Linked DNA regions of Danio rerio: region 1 is linked to region 2. The links are chromatin contacts, called in public Micro-C maps. All regions are on one chromosome and are shown on one strand. The core of a region is the stretch at or near the end of the contact, and the rest is flanking DNA. Distances in the headings are between cores, read along the strand shown. Region 1 holds the start of krt18a.1 (keratin 18a, tandem duplicate 1). Region 2 has its middle 40 kb from the start of krt18a.1.

Region 1 (6,545 bases), core at 3,163-5,662, 41 kb after region 2:
TATTTATCTATTTTTATGTTTAATTTTAATATTATTTTTATTTATTATTTATTTATATTTTATAAATTTTTTCATTACATTTTTGTTATGTAATTATATTATGTATTTGTGTGCATTTGTGTGCTGTACTATGGGCTGCAATGTTGTTGTACGCCTAGTTGATGAGGAAAAAAAGAAAAAAATTATATAAAGTGACCTTAGAGCAGGGGTGTCGAAACTCAGGCCTGGAGGGCCAGTAACCTGGAGAGTTTTGCTCCAACCCTAATCAAACCCACCTGAACCAGCCAATCAAGCTGTTATATACTAGAACAGGGGTGCACAAACTCAGTCCTGGGCGTCGATGTCCTGCATATTTTAGTTCCAACCCCAATTAAACAACCTGAACCAGCTAATCAAGCTCTTTCTATCTATACTAGAAACTGGTGCTCCAGTTTCTCCCACAGTCTAAAGACATGCGGTACAGGTGAATTGGGTAGGCTAAATTGTTCATACGTGTATGAGTGTGAATGATTGTGGATGGATGTTTCCCAGAGATGGGTTGCAGCTGGAAGGGTATCCGCTGTGTAAAACATCTGCTGGATAAGTTGGCGGTTTATTCCGCTGCGGCGACCCCAGATTAAGGGACTAAGTTGAAAAGAAAATTAATGAATGAATAAACTTAGCAGGACATCTGCCCTCCAGCACCAAGTTTGGACCCCCCTGCCTTAGTGTAAATGTATCTAAACAATACAAATGTGTCACAAATTAAAATAAGTTTTCAGAAGTAATCTTATAGAGTAAGTTAATAAATCACACACACAATTTCTGCATTGTTTCCAATAGAAATATCTAAAGATTCTTAAATTAGGATGCAATTACTTACGCAGTAAAAAACATTAAAAACTATACTGCATCACAACTAAGATTTTACATTTAAAACAAGAAAAGTATATTTGCAGAAGAAAACAATCACTTTTTTATCACTTTAGCTCAACGGGATAGAATTATGTCTTGATTTAGGCATCATTTCATTTAGTTCTGATCCATGTCTCAGAACATGTAAAGTACTTCTAACTGAATTAACACAAATGTTTAGATATTTGTACTAGAAGACAAGCCAAAGATAGTCGGGAAGAAATCACAAAGATGTTATTTAAAAATGAATATATTTACAAAAGCCTTTAAATGACACCATATTTACTTTCAATTTGGAAAAAAATAGTTAGCCCAGAATTTAGTTTATAATATATACAGCATAACTTTTTTTAAATAATTTGTTGACGTAAATAAGCAAAATCAAACTGAGAGCTTGTGAATGTGAAATGAGAGCAGCAACATTGATCTGCATTCTTTCGCATCAAATTCCTCATTTGCCCTTCCAGCCTCAAACAAACACATTCCAAAACAATGGATAAGGGAGGATCGCCACTGAACACATTCACAGCCAAACACTCTCACAAACTATAGCTTTGCTTCACTCAGACTCATTCCGGACAGTTTAAGGGCCGCTGGGGCAGTTTAAGGCCTGTTTAATAGATCCTAAAATTTGCAGAATGAATTTATGGGAAATGCCTTAGAAAAACAAAAGAACAGCAAAAGAACAGTTTGTTCTGGCATTGACAACACACATGGAAATCGTTTGACAGTTTGTTGAACGGTTTAAAACACTTGCGTATTTTACTTTTCATCTGAACAGCCATAAATACAACCCACAAATTCAATGTACATTATTTTGGGGGGAATATGCTGATGTAGTAACATTGCCAAACTCGAAAGTTGTATTGGGAAAACATGAGGGAATTAAGTTAACTTAATATTTTTTACAAATGGAAGTGGATTGAACATAAAACAATTAATTTGTCACACAAAAAAACTCAGTTCATTTTAAATTAAGCAGTTTAAACACACGGCAAACTTCATTTTTTGAGTGCATGCATTGGATCTATTTGAATCTGAAGAGATTTAAAACTAGGGGGATCTAGATAGGTTTCAGTGATTAACTCTTTTCTTTGTCCGTACATGTGTGTGTACTCAGGAGCCAGACTAATTGTTCCTTTGTTCACACATCCTTTAACAGGCGTGGCAGGCAGGAAAACCCTTTTTGGTGATCAGATATCACAACTAGAAACTGGTCGTAACCTTAAACTCTTCATTTTTGGCAGCTTTTTGGTAACAGAGAAAGATGAGATAAGACAGACAGCTTGCAGCAACTTGATTTGTTTTTTCGCTTTACAGTATGTGATGAAAAAAAAGGAGTCGAAAAATTGCAAAACATAATGGTTTCCCAACGGGAGTGTCTAACAAGTTTGGATTTTACTGTAAGAGAGTTACTTAATAGTGCAGGTATATTTCATACTAATAAAAAATGACATTTCCTAACACAAGAGTTGTGTTAACAAGCAGAAACAGTTTAAAACAAATGCTAACATTAATGAATTTGTAACTGCAAACTGACAAGAGAAATTATTTATTAATTACGTGTATTATTCAGAAATAACTATCAATTTTTAAAGTGTTGTACATTAAGTTATGATCAGTTAAAGTACTTAAAGTTACTAAAGTGTTTATAAATTAACATTAATTGATAGTAATAAAAGTTTTGTTCTTTAATGATAGATTTATTTACAGCAAATATAAATCTCTGATTTAGCGTAAAAAGGTTTTATAGTACATTAGTATATTTATGATACAATTTCACAAGTAATGCTAATTATTATTAAGTTTTAATTAAAATCGTTTTTATTTCTATAGCACTTTTACAATGTTGATATTGCCTAAACAGCTTAACATAGATGAAGTTTTGATGAAGATAAGAACATTGATGAAGTTGAAACACAACTTAAAACCCAAAAAGTTACGGTAACTCAATCCAATTCAGGAAACCGATTGCAACAATCCATTAAAGTTCAAAATCTAATCCTAAAGAGTGCTGTGAACTTAATCCATTTGAGTACATGAAGCAATTTGAACACAGTAAAACCCAATAAATGAAGAGAACTCAAACCAACTGAGTACTGTAAGACCCAATTAGTTAAGGCAACTCAAATCATTTGAGGAAAGCGATTGCTACAAACCGTTTGAGTTCACAAAACAAATCTATATGAGTAGGGTGAACTTAATCAATTTGAGTACACGAAACAATTTGAGCCCAGTGTAAAAAGTGATTAGTTACTTAAAGCAAGTAAACCTTAAATAACTTTAAACGCAACACATTGACTTAAATATAATAATGTAAGTAAACCCATTGTAACCTGAAACTATTAAGTTGATTTAATTTTTTACAATTATGCAAATTGTATTTACTTTTTAAATAAAAGTAAACTAATCAGTTTTTTCCAATACACCTTTATCATGTTTGTTTTTTTGCCCCAGCTTTTCTGTATCTAAAATAACATTCAGTAACTAAAATAAATCTGCTCTTCCAGACTCCAGTGTGTCTTCTAAATTTAATACAGGCTATAGATTTTCTAGACTTAATGAAGCACCAACTATGTAATATTGTAATAACTTCATTAATTATGTGAAAACAGACGTGCTTAAATAGTCTGAGACTGTAAAAAGGGATTTTTTGACTTAAAAAAGTAAGTATAATTAGCATAATTATAAAAATTAAGACACCTTAACGGTTCCAAGTTACAATAGGATTACTTACATTATTTTTGTAAAGTCAACTTGTTGCTTTTAAAGCAATTAGTAAACTTGTTTTAAGTAAATAATTACTTTTTACTGTGTAAAACCAAATAAAATGAAGGGAAATCAAAACAACTGAGAACTGTAAAACCTAATAAGTAAAGGCAACTCAAACCGTTTAGGTAAACCGACTGCTACAAACTATTTGAGCTAAAAACTAATCTATATGCGTACTGTGAACTTACTCCATTTAAAGTGAAGTAATGAGTATGGTATTCATTACCTTCAACACTGAGTTCAAAGCTCGTTTAAAATGAGTAGAATTAACTTTCAGTATATTTTGAGTTACCTACACTAATTTCATTTGATAAAGTTGATTGTTGGGTTTTACAGCAGCTTCATTTCAGTTTTCACAGTTGTTAAAAGCATTGCTGAGTCTTGTTTCATGATTAAAAAAAACTAGTTAACTGATGGTAAAGTATAAAACTTTAAAGTAAGAGTAGTTTTAGCTTAGTACATCTTTATCAGAGAGATGTATATCAACGATGTTCAAATATTTAGATAATAACTTGACTGCATAATTAAAAAACCTCCAAACAAAAAAAACTCCAGATGCTAAGAACATTTCATACAGAGAAAACGGAGCCACTTGTAATAACAAACTTACTAAAGGCATTCATTCTGAGAACCCGCAGGGCCGCTTGCAAGACCTGTTGAAATGTGATTGGCTGTGGGGAGGGGCTCAGGGCGGGATTATCCAAGAGCTGCGTGTTCATAAACCCAGCGAGTGTGTCTCATGTCCTGTGCTCTGCTCTGCTGTGTTACTGAGCTCTACCTCTCTCCAGGCCTTCATTCACTCGTCTGCTCACTTACACCAGCGACCATGAGTCTGAGAACAAGCTACAGCGTGCGTTCCTCCACCTCCCAGGTGCCAGTGTCCCAGGTGTCTATCAAGCGCACCACCAATGTGCCGACTTACAGGGCTGCGAGCATCTACGGTGGCGCTGGAGGCCAAGGAACCCGCATCTCCTCTGCCTCCTACTCAGGAGTCCGCAGTGGACTGGGAGTTCCCTCGATGTCCAGCTCCATCCAAGTGAGTGCAAGTGGTAGCACAGGCGAGATCATGGGCAATGAGAAGATGGCCATGCAGAACCTGAACGACCGTCTGGCCTCCTATCTGGAGAAAGTGAGGATCCTGGAGCAGGCCAACAGCAAGCTGGAGCTGAAGATCCGGGAGGCCCTAGAGAAGAGAGGTCCTGATGTCCACGACTACAGCCGCTTCCAGCCAATCGTTGATGAGCTGCGCAAGAAGGTGAGTGGGAAACGCCAGGAGAAGCTTTATGGCCTCTATAAAGAACTTAATGTGACAGTCTAATTGTGCTGGGTTATGTTTATTAACAGTCTAGGGGATGTTTATTGGGCTTCAAGACATAAAGTAACAAAACAAAAGCATTTCATTGTCGTTTAATGTTGGCTTGATTTAAAAGGGTTGAGTGAGAGTTTACTGATGGTCAGCACTGATTGGCAAACAACCAAAAAAAAAAAAAAACTATGGGTGAAACTGAAAAGAGGGGAAGGCATGGGGGAGGGGGTGGTTTCTCTCTACGGGACGGCTGTTGTAAATTCTGCTTACAGCCGGTTTTCCGGTGAGTAAGCATCTCCGTCCTGTGTTTATCATTGTCTTTTTACACATACAGATGTTTGTTTGTTCCCTGAGGATGGATTAGTTTGGAAACTGAGATGTTTTAGCGTCTGTGTGTGTCATCAGGGAAATGGAAAAGCTGAGGGAGTTCAGACAGGACAAAATGCGACCAGATGTGAGACTTTCCTGAAAACGCAGTCTGAGCTATCTTAGAGAAATTACAAACATAGCCAACTTCTTTCATGTACTAAATGAGTGCTAATCTTGAAAGGTTTGAGTTCATAAAGCAGATACTGCTAATGATAAAATACCCATTAGGGTCAGTTTCACACCTTGAAGCTGACTTTTAAAACTAATGTCACTGATAAGCAGACGCTGTTATCAGAATGATTGATTTTTCATTCTTTAGAGACTATGTAGCAAGTTATGAGTAGATTAAATTAAAATAATTAATTTCTCATTTCTCAGGCATTCTCACTGCAACTAAATTAAATAGGAGTTTTAATAGGAGATTATCCTGATGAAAAGATATGTAAAATTTGGCACTGAAACCGTATTTCAATTAAAAAAGTTTGAAAAATTTTTGAAAAATTATTTAAATATATATTATTATTATATTTATTGATATTATTATATTTATTGATATTATGCTATATATTTGTATTATGTATATTATTATTATTATTATTATATTAATTATATATATATATAATTATTATTACACATTATAGTATATTATTATTAGTATATATATAATAATAATAATAATTATTATTATTATTATTGTTATTAATATTGTATTATATTATATTATTTGTATTTATTTATTTAGAGAAAAAAGGGGGAAAAAACATTTACTCAAATTAAAGCATACTATGGACAACAGTTAGTATGATAAACGGTCAACACCCATTAGTGTATGGAAAAATGTGTTGAGCTCACTAGCAGCCATATGTCTCCGCCCTATTCCATGATGCCAGGATATGCTGGCTTACAATGATGGAAAGCATTTACAAAACAAAGTAAATCAGCTGACAAAAAACAGGAACTCCAACTCCACCCCTGTTTCTCCCATCACACAATTAAATTTACAACTATCACACAGACACCAGCCACTCCAACTGTTGGTTAATGATTATCCCACAAACTGTGAAATGGACTTTGTCCTTCAGTAGCTCTTATCTAAGCAAACCAAGAATGATGAAGCTCCAGTTAAAAAATATTTGGTCAGTGATAGTCATTCATTAAAAGATGCAAATTTGCCAGAGAGTTCAAGTCAGGTGAGGTTTGTGTG
Region 2 (6,220 bases), core at 1,316-3,815:
TCTCATAATTCTGATATTACATCTCATAATTATAACTTAATTTCTCATAATTATGACTTTATTTTTGCCATTCTGACTTTATATCTTATGATACTTGAAATTTTGACATTACATCTTAAAATTATGACTTTACACCTCACATTTCTGACTTTATATCTCATAATTTTTGTATTTCTGACTTTATATCTCATAATTTTTGTATTTCTGACTTTCTATCAGAAATATGTCACTCATAATTCTGTCTGTATCTTACAATTCTCTCAATTCTGATTTTATACTTCGTAATTCTGACTTTATATCTCTCAATTCTAACTTTACTTTCATTATTCAGAGTTTACATCTTGCAATTATGACATGTATCTCATAATTATCATACATTTTATAATTATGATTTTTTTTTTTGCAATTCTGACTTAAGCTCTCATCATTCTTGTAAATATGACTCTCCGTTTCATTATTATGACTTCACATCTCTTATTTCTCATTTTATATCTCATAATTCCTGCATTTCTGACTTTATATCAACCAACTCTGACTTTATATCTCCCAATTCTATCTACACAATTCTTAGTTTACATTTCACACTTCTGACTTTGTATCTCATAATTCTTATAATTTTGACTTTTAGATCTCATAATTCTTGTCAATTTGACTTTACATCTCATAATTTTGACTTCACATCTCTTATTTCTCAATTTATATGTCATAATTCTTGCATTTCTGACTTTGTAGCGTATACAATTCTGACTTTACATCTCATAATTCTGTCTTTATCTTGCAATTCTTTCAATTAGGATTTGATACTTTATCTCTCATTTCAAACTTTACTTTCGCCACTCTAAGTTTACACCTTGCAGTTATGATATTATATCTCATAATTTTCATTTTTTTAAATTATGACTTTATTTCTCATAATTATGACTTTACATTTCACATTTTTTACTTTATAACTCATAATTCTTGTATTTCTGACTTTTCTATCGTACAATTTTGAGGTCTACAAGTCTTTATCTTGCAATTCCCTTAATTCTGATTTTGTACTTTATAATTCTGACAACCAATTATAACTTCACAATTCTGAGTTTATCTTGAAATTATGACATTGTCATACTTTTGATAGTACATTTAATATTTATGACTTCATTTCTCATAAATATGACTTTGCAATTCTGACTTTAGATCTCCTAATTCTTGTAATTCTGAATTTTTATCTCACAAATCAGACTTTACATCTTGAAATTCTGACTTTACTTATTATTCTGACATTAGATATTTTACATCTCACAAATCTAACTTTGCAATTTTGAGTTTACATCTCGCTAAATTATTTCTAGCAATTCTGACTTTGCGTCTTATGACAATGACATTTAATCAACACAGGCTCTTTCTAACAAAGTACCCCGTATCCATTTCTGGAGAGCGTGAATTATGTAGCCAGAGCTATGTATGGCTGTATTTCATCTTTAAAACGAATGCTGCGGGGTGGTATGACATCGCCGCCGGCTTCTGTTTCTTTTTGTGCTACCAGCTGACCCCTTACCTCTGTGTTTACCTCGGCTTTTCTGCTGTTACCAGTTTGCCCAGTGGCTCGCTGTGTACGTTAGCAGACTTGAGACACAAAGAGGAATTAACGGTGACGACAGGGTTCAAATCTGGTATAGAACGGTTCTAGAATGCAGGTAAAGCAAAAACAAAAGGCAAAAAATAAAATGAACAAGTAAATAACAGGGTGAGAACATGGTAAGATCTTAAAATGTGGTTATAATCAGTCGGCCATTTAAAATTATTGCTTTTGAAAACACTGTTGGTTGGGTTTAGGGAAGGTTGTGGGCGGGTCAATCTGTGCTTTTGAAAACACTATCGATGGGGTTTAGGGAAAGGGGTGTATTGGGTTATCGTTTAGTCAGTCAGTGAGTGAGTCAGTTGACAGCAGCCTCTAGTGGATTTACGTGAGAACAGCAGGTGCGAATGGTGCTCGCGAAACAAATTTGAGATCTGAAAAAGCGTACACAGCGGCCTCTGGTGGATTCACGAATATAAAAACTGCACAAAAAAAAAACTAACCTCCTGACACATATTTCACTATCCAGAAATGTATGCAGGGGTACATATCAACAATGAGCCTGAGTTACAATTAATCTTGAACTCAGTATTGAAGACATAAACTGAAATCGAGATAAAAAGTGTTTTAAACACTTGAGAAAGTAATAAAAAATTATTTAGATTTTTTTTATCATGTGACAAAAATTCACTTCCATGTTTTTTCTTGACACAATTTCAATTTGTCTTGTTTTAAGAACCTCATTTTAGTCTATACAGAAAATGAAATAGTTTTCAGAAAACACATCTGACATCTGAAGTACTTATGCATTGTAAGTAAATCTATCTACATTTAGTTCCTGTAAAAACAAGACTGAGAAAGAAAAGTCTCTTTTTTTAAGTGGGCATGTATGAGTAAGAGCGGTGAGGGGGTGGTGGTGGGGATTTTTAAAAATAATCTGCCGTCCTCGAATACCCTGCAAGAGAATGGGGGTAGAAAAGGGAAGAGAAAAGATTGAGTTACGCAAGAGACGAAAGAGTGAAAAAAAAAAGCGCAACAATGTGTGGAAGACCTCGAGTGCATGAGAACAAGCTCCGAGAATACGATAAGCGGGAAAAGAGCATGATATCTTAATGGCAATTTATTTATTTTAATAGTCTGGACAGACAAAAAAGAAAAAAGAAAGAGAGAAGGAGGGAGAAAGAAACAGGAATGCAAATGGAAGTGGGTTGAGGCAGCAGGACTCTGTTATTTCCTGTGCAGTGAGTGTGCATTGTCCCGATAACAGCTGTCTGGAGCGTTCAGACCAGCATGGAGGATTGCCTTTCCTGCTGTCCCCTCCCTGACTTTCCCCCCTCCTGTTGTTTTGGAAACCACGCCAAACATGGTTTATTAGGTGCGCAGGGGGGCATGTGATACTGGAGGCTTCATTTCACTCATCTTCAGTTATATGTCACAACAAAGAGGCGTCACCATAGTGAAAATTATCTCATTGTGATATTGCGGATGAACAGTAAGTATGAAAAAAGGAGTCTGAAAGTTATATATTTATTTTAAGTGGCCTCAATGAATACGTACCAACTGAAATGATTTATTTGTTACTTAGTGTGTAAATGCATGTTTTTACAATGTACTTTTGACATTGGTAATTAATTTACATCTTTAATTACACTGTTGTCCATCCTTTACACCTTAACCCACGCCTAAATCTACCCATGCCCCCAAACCTGTTCCTATTCCTACCTGTATCCCACTTTAAGAGCATCAGAAGTGGTCTGCAATACATTATAAACACATGTAGTACATTGTATGTATTTTTTGATGCAAGTACATAGTAGTTAAGGCCACTTGAGTGTGACCAAAAAAAAAAGTAAAAGGAGAAGGCAAAGGCAGTGAAATTACCTGTGACACACCTGCAAACTGTACTTCTGCCCTCTACTGTAGAGAAAAGTGAAGTGTAATTAATTAACACCAGATGGCAATCACATTTTTATTTATTGTAATAATGAATGCACGGTACACGAAAAAGATCAATATGTTAAAAATAATAAAAGTATGCAATCATTTCAGTGGTTCTACTTGTTTAAGTTTTAAATAAGTGAAATATTTCCTATAAGTGCTGATTAATGGAGATAATATTTGAAAAATAGTTTAAAAAACTCATTTCTAATAACTCATTTATTTTGCCTTTCACCGTGATAACAGTACTTAATATTTTTCTAGCTATTTTCTAGCTATTCAATTGCAATTAAAAGGATTAACTATGTTAATTATGTTAAATCGGCAAGTTAGGTTAATTACGAAAGTCATCTGACAAAAGTGGTTTGTTCTGTAGGCAATGCAAAAAAAAAAAAAATCATTTATTAAAGGAGCTAATTATATGGACCCTTTTCACAAGACGCGATTAATGGTCATCAGCATCTTAACTCCTTGAAATTTTTTAATATTTAGATTTTTAAAAAACTTATGAACATTTATATGCATTTATATATGCATTATATCATCTTTGCATCAAATAAAAAAAAACTAATTACCGCTTATATGAGGTGTTTCTAATGCAGTGTCTATGGGGCTGAGAGTAAATTTGATGCTCTCTCCTCTGGCTGCTATTATCAGTTTTCTTTTTCTTAAAGTCTCGATAACACCATCATGGAGTTTTGATGGTGAAGTTTACCCAACTATGATGACTTTCGCTACTGGGTAATATGAAAAGAATCTATTAACTTAATAATAATAATAATAATAATAATAATAATAATAATAAATAATAAAACACTTTTAATTTTAAGGCTTTTATTGTAGACAAACAAACTAAATACACTTTCTCTAGAATAAAACAATTGTATACACTCTCAGAAAAAAAGGAACACGGTGGTACAAATAATGTTCATTAAAGACCTCTAATCATACTTTTCTAACCTTTAGTGGTACAAATGAAATGAAGATACACAATTGTTCTCATTAAAAAAAGAACATAAGTGTTGGACAACTCTTTCTTTATTACAATATCTATGAAAATAAATATGACTGATTTTATAAATAATTTCAATATTAAAATGTGAATCATCATTTAAAACATATGTTTAAAGAAACTCTTAAACATTAATTATTAAGTTCTACAATACAAAACAACTGGTAAAACAAAACTACAGGTATAATAAACTAATAATTTGAGGTATTTTTAATAAACAATTGTTAAGCATTTTATGATAAATAGTCTTTCATTAGTGATATCCGCACCTTTCGGTGTTTGCTTTTCACTACGCATGTGAGCTGGCAAAAGTCCTGTATGTGCAAAGTGTTCATGGAGACATTTTAGTATTGTAAAGCTAATCAAACATTTTGCATATCTCGTTATGATACTTTTGCATAATTCTATTCTAAATTAACTAAATTTAATGAACTTTTAAGTGATTGCAAATACATTGTAGAAACTTGGATAAAAAAAATGATATTGAACATGGGAGAATGTATTTCTGTAACATTTTTGTGGAAAGTGTTGTGAAATGTTTAGCAAAAAATAAATCTTTTGATGTATTTTAAAGTATTATTTATTCTTTATTGTAAATGGAAAAGGTGCATTGCACATAAAGAATCTTATTTTAAAAACATTGTTTAAAATGTATTTGATGTTTTATATTTACTGAAAATTAATTGACGGATTTTGGATATAGCAAAATGCCTTTAAATAGTTCTTGATGGAACACATTTGACACTGTTAAGTAAGTGTCTTGTCCCTGTGGTGGTTCCTTCATGGATCAGATTTGTACCTTTGATGAAGGTACAATATTGTATCTGCATGTTTTAAAAACCAAAGGTACATTTTGGTTTCCCATGGTACAAATCAGTCCTTAAAGGTACAAACTGCAAACTTTGTTTCTTTGTCTTAAGGTACAATTCAGTTCCATAAAAAGGTACTGCCTCAGTTGGATATACAGTTGCTTTCAACTGTATGTCCCATATCATTTGAATAGGTGCCAGCACACATTAAACGAGAACTTACTGCTTATCTGATAAACGAGTTTGATAAGGATAAGACATGTAGTACTGATAATAGTAAAGATCAATATAGTGATTGTGTCAAACAATGTCTTTAGTCTTTCCTTGAAAAGGAAGCCCAGGAGTAGCCAGGACAGTTTACATGAGAGAGATTAAATAGGCTTCCTATAACATATTAATATTTAAACACTATAAAGCAAACACTGGGAGACTGCAATTTATTAATAGTAGATCATTAACAATCGTTTAACATAAATGTATGGTATTTATTGACTGCAAACTACTTTAAAACTGAAAGGCTGGAACCTGTAACATCACATTTTGAGCTTGAATGTGCATAATAAATGTAAATAAATCACATTAGGCACATCATAATTACAGTTTTTCTGCTTCCAAATCTTAAACTAATAATTGTTTTTTTAACAAAATTATTTTAATAATAAATTCTTAGTTCCTGTTGTTATTTTCTCTAAATAAAGGAATTCAGTGGATCCCAAAACCCCGATGTTAAAAACATGTTGCATCTTTCCCAAAAAGACTCGTGTCTGTATAAGATCAAAACGGTGCTTCTACAAAATACTGAGCGAAGGGTCTGAATATTTAGGACCATGTGATATTTCATTCATTCATTCATTCATTTTCTTTTCGGCTTAGCCCCTATCTGGGGTCGCCACAGCGGAA

What was found. A called contact is a pair of places that touch in the nucleus more often than the background predicts.
Region 1: a Micro-C map of caudal fin shows a contact between it and region 2, with 2.9 times the contacts expected there. The contact joins the promoter of krt18a.1 here to the enhancer-like site in region 2. A contact is called at or near these places in 2 of 18 Hi-C or Micro-C datasets (caudal fin and an unstated tissue).

The regions. Positions count from the first base shown.
Region 1 is chr23:10,458,626-10,465,170 of GRCz12tu, forward strand. krt18a.1 (keratin 18a, tandem duplicate 1) reads left to right here and starts at 4,413. Exons shown (of 7, transcript NM_178437.2): 1 at 4,413-4,921. The coding sequence starts at 4,493.
Region 2 is chr23:10,419,631-10,425,850 of GRCz12tu, forward strand. No RefSeq gene overlaps it. Among named protein-coding and RNA genes, the nearest start is that of krt18a.1, 40 kb to the right of the region's middle. Within about 2 kb of position 2,566, at least 38 of the 62 cell types and tissues checked have an H3K27ac peak or open chromatin away from gene starts, as enhancers often do. A contact at or near this core is called in caudal fin, where this site is marked.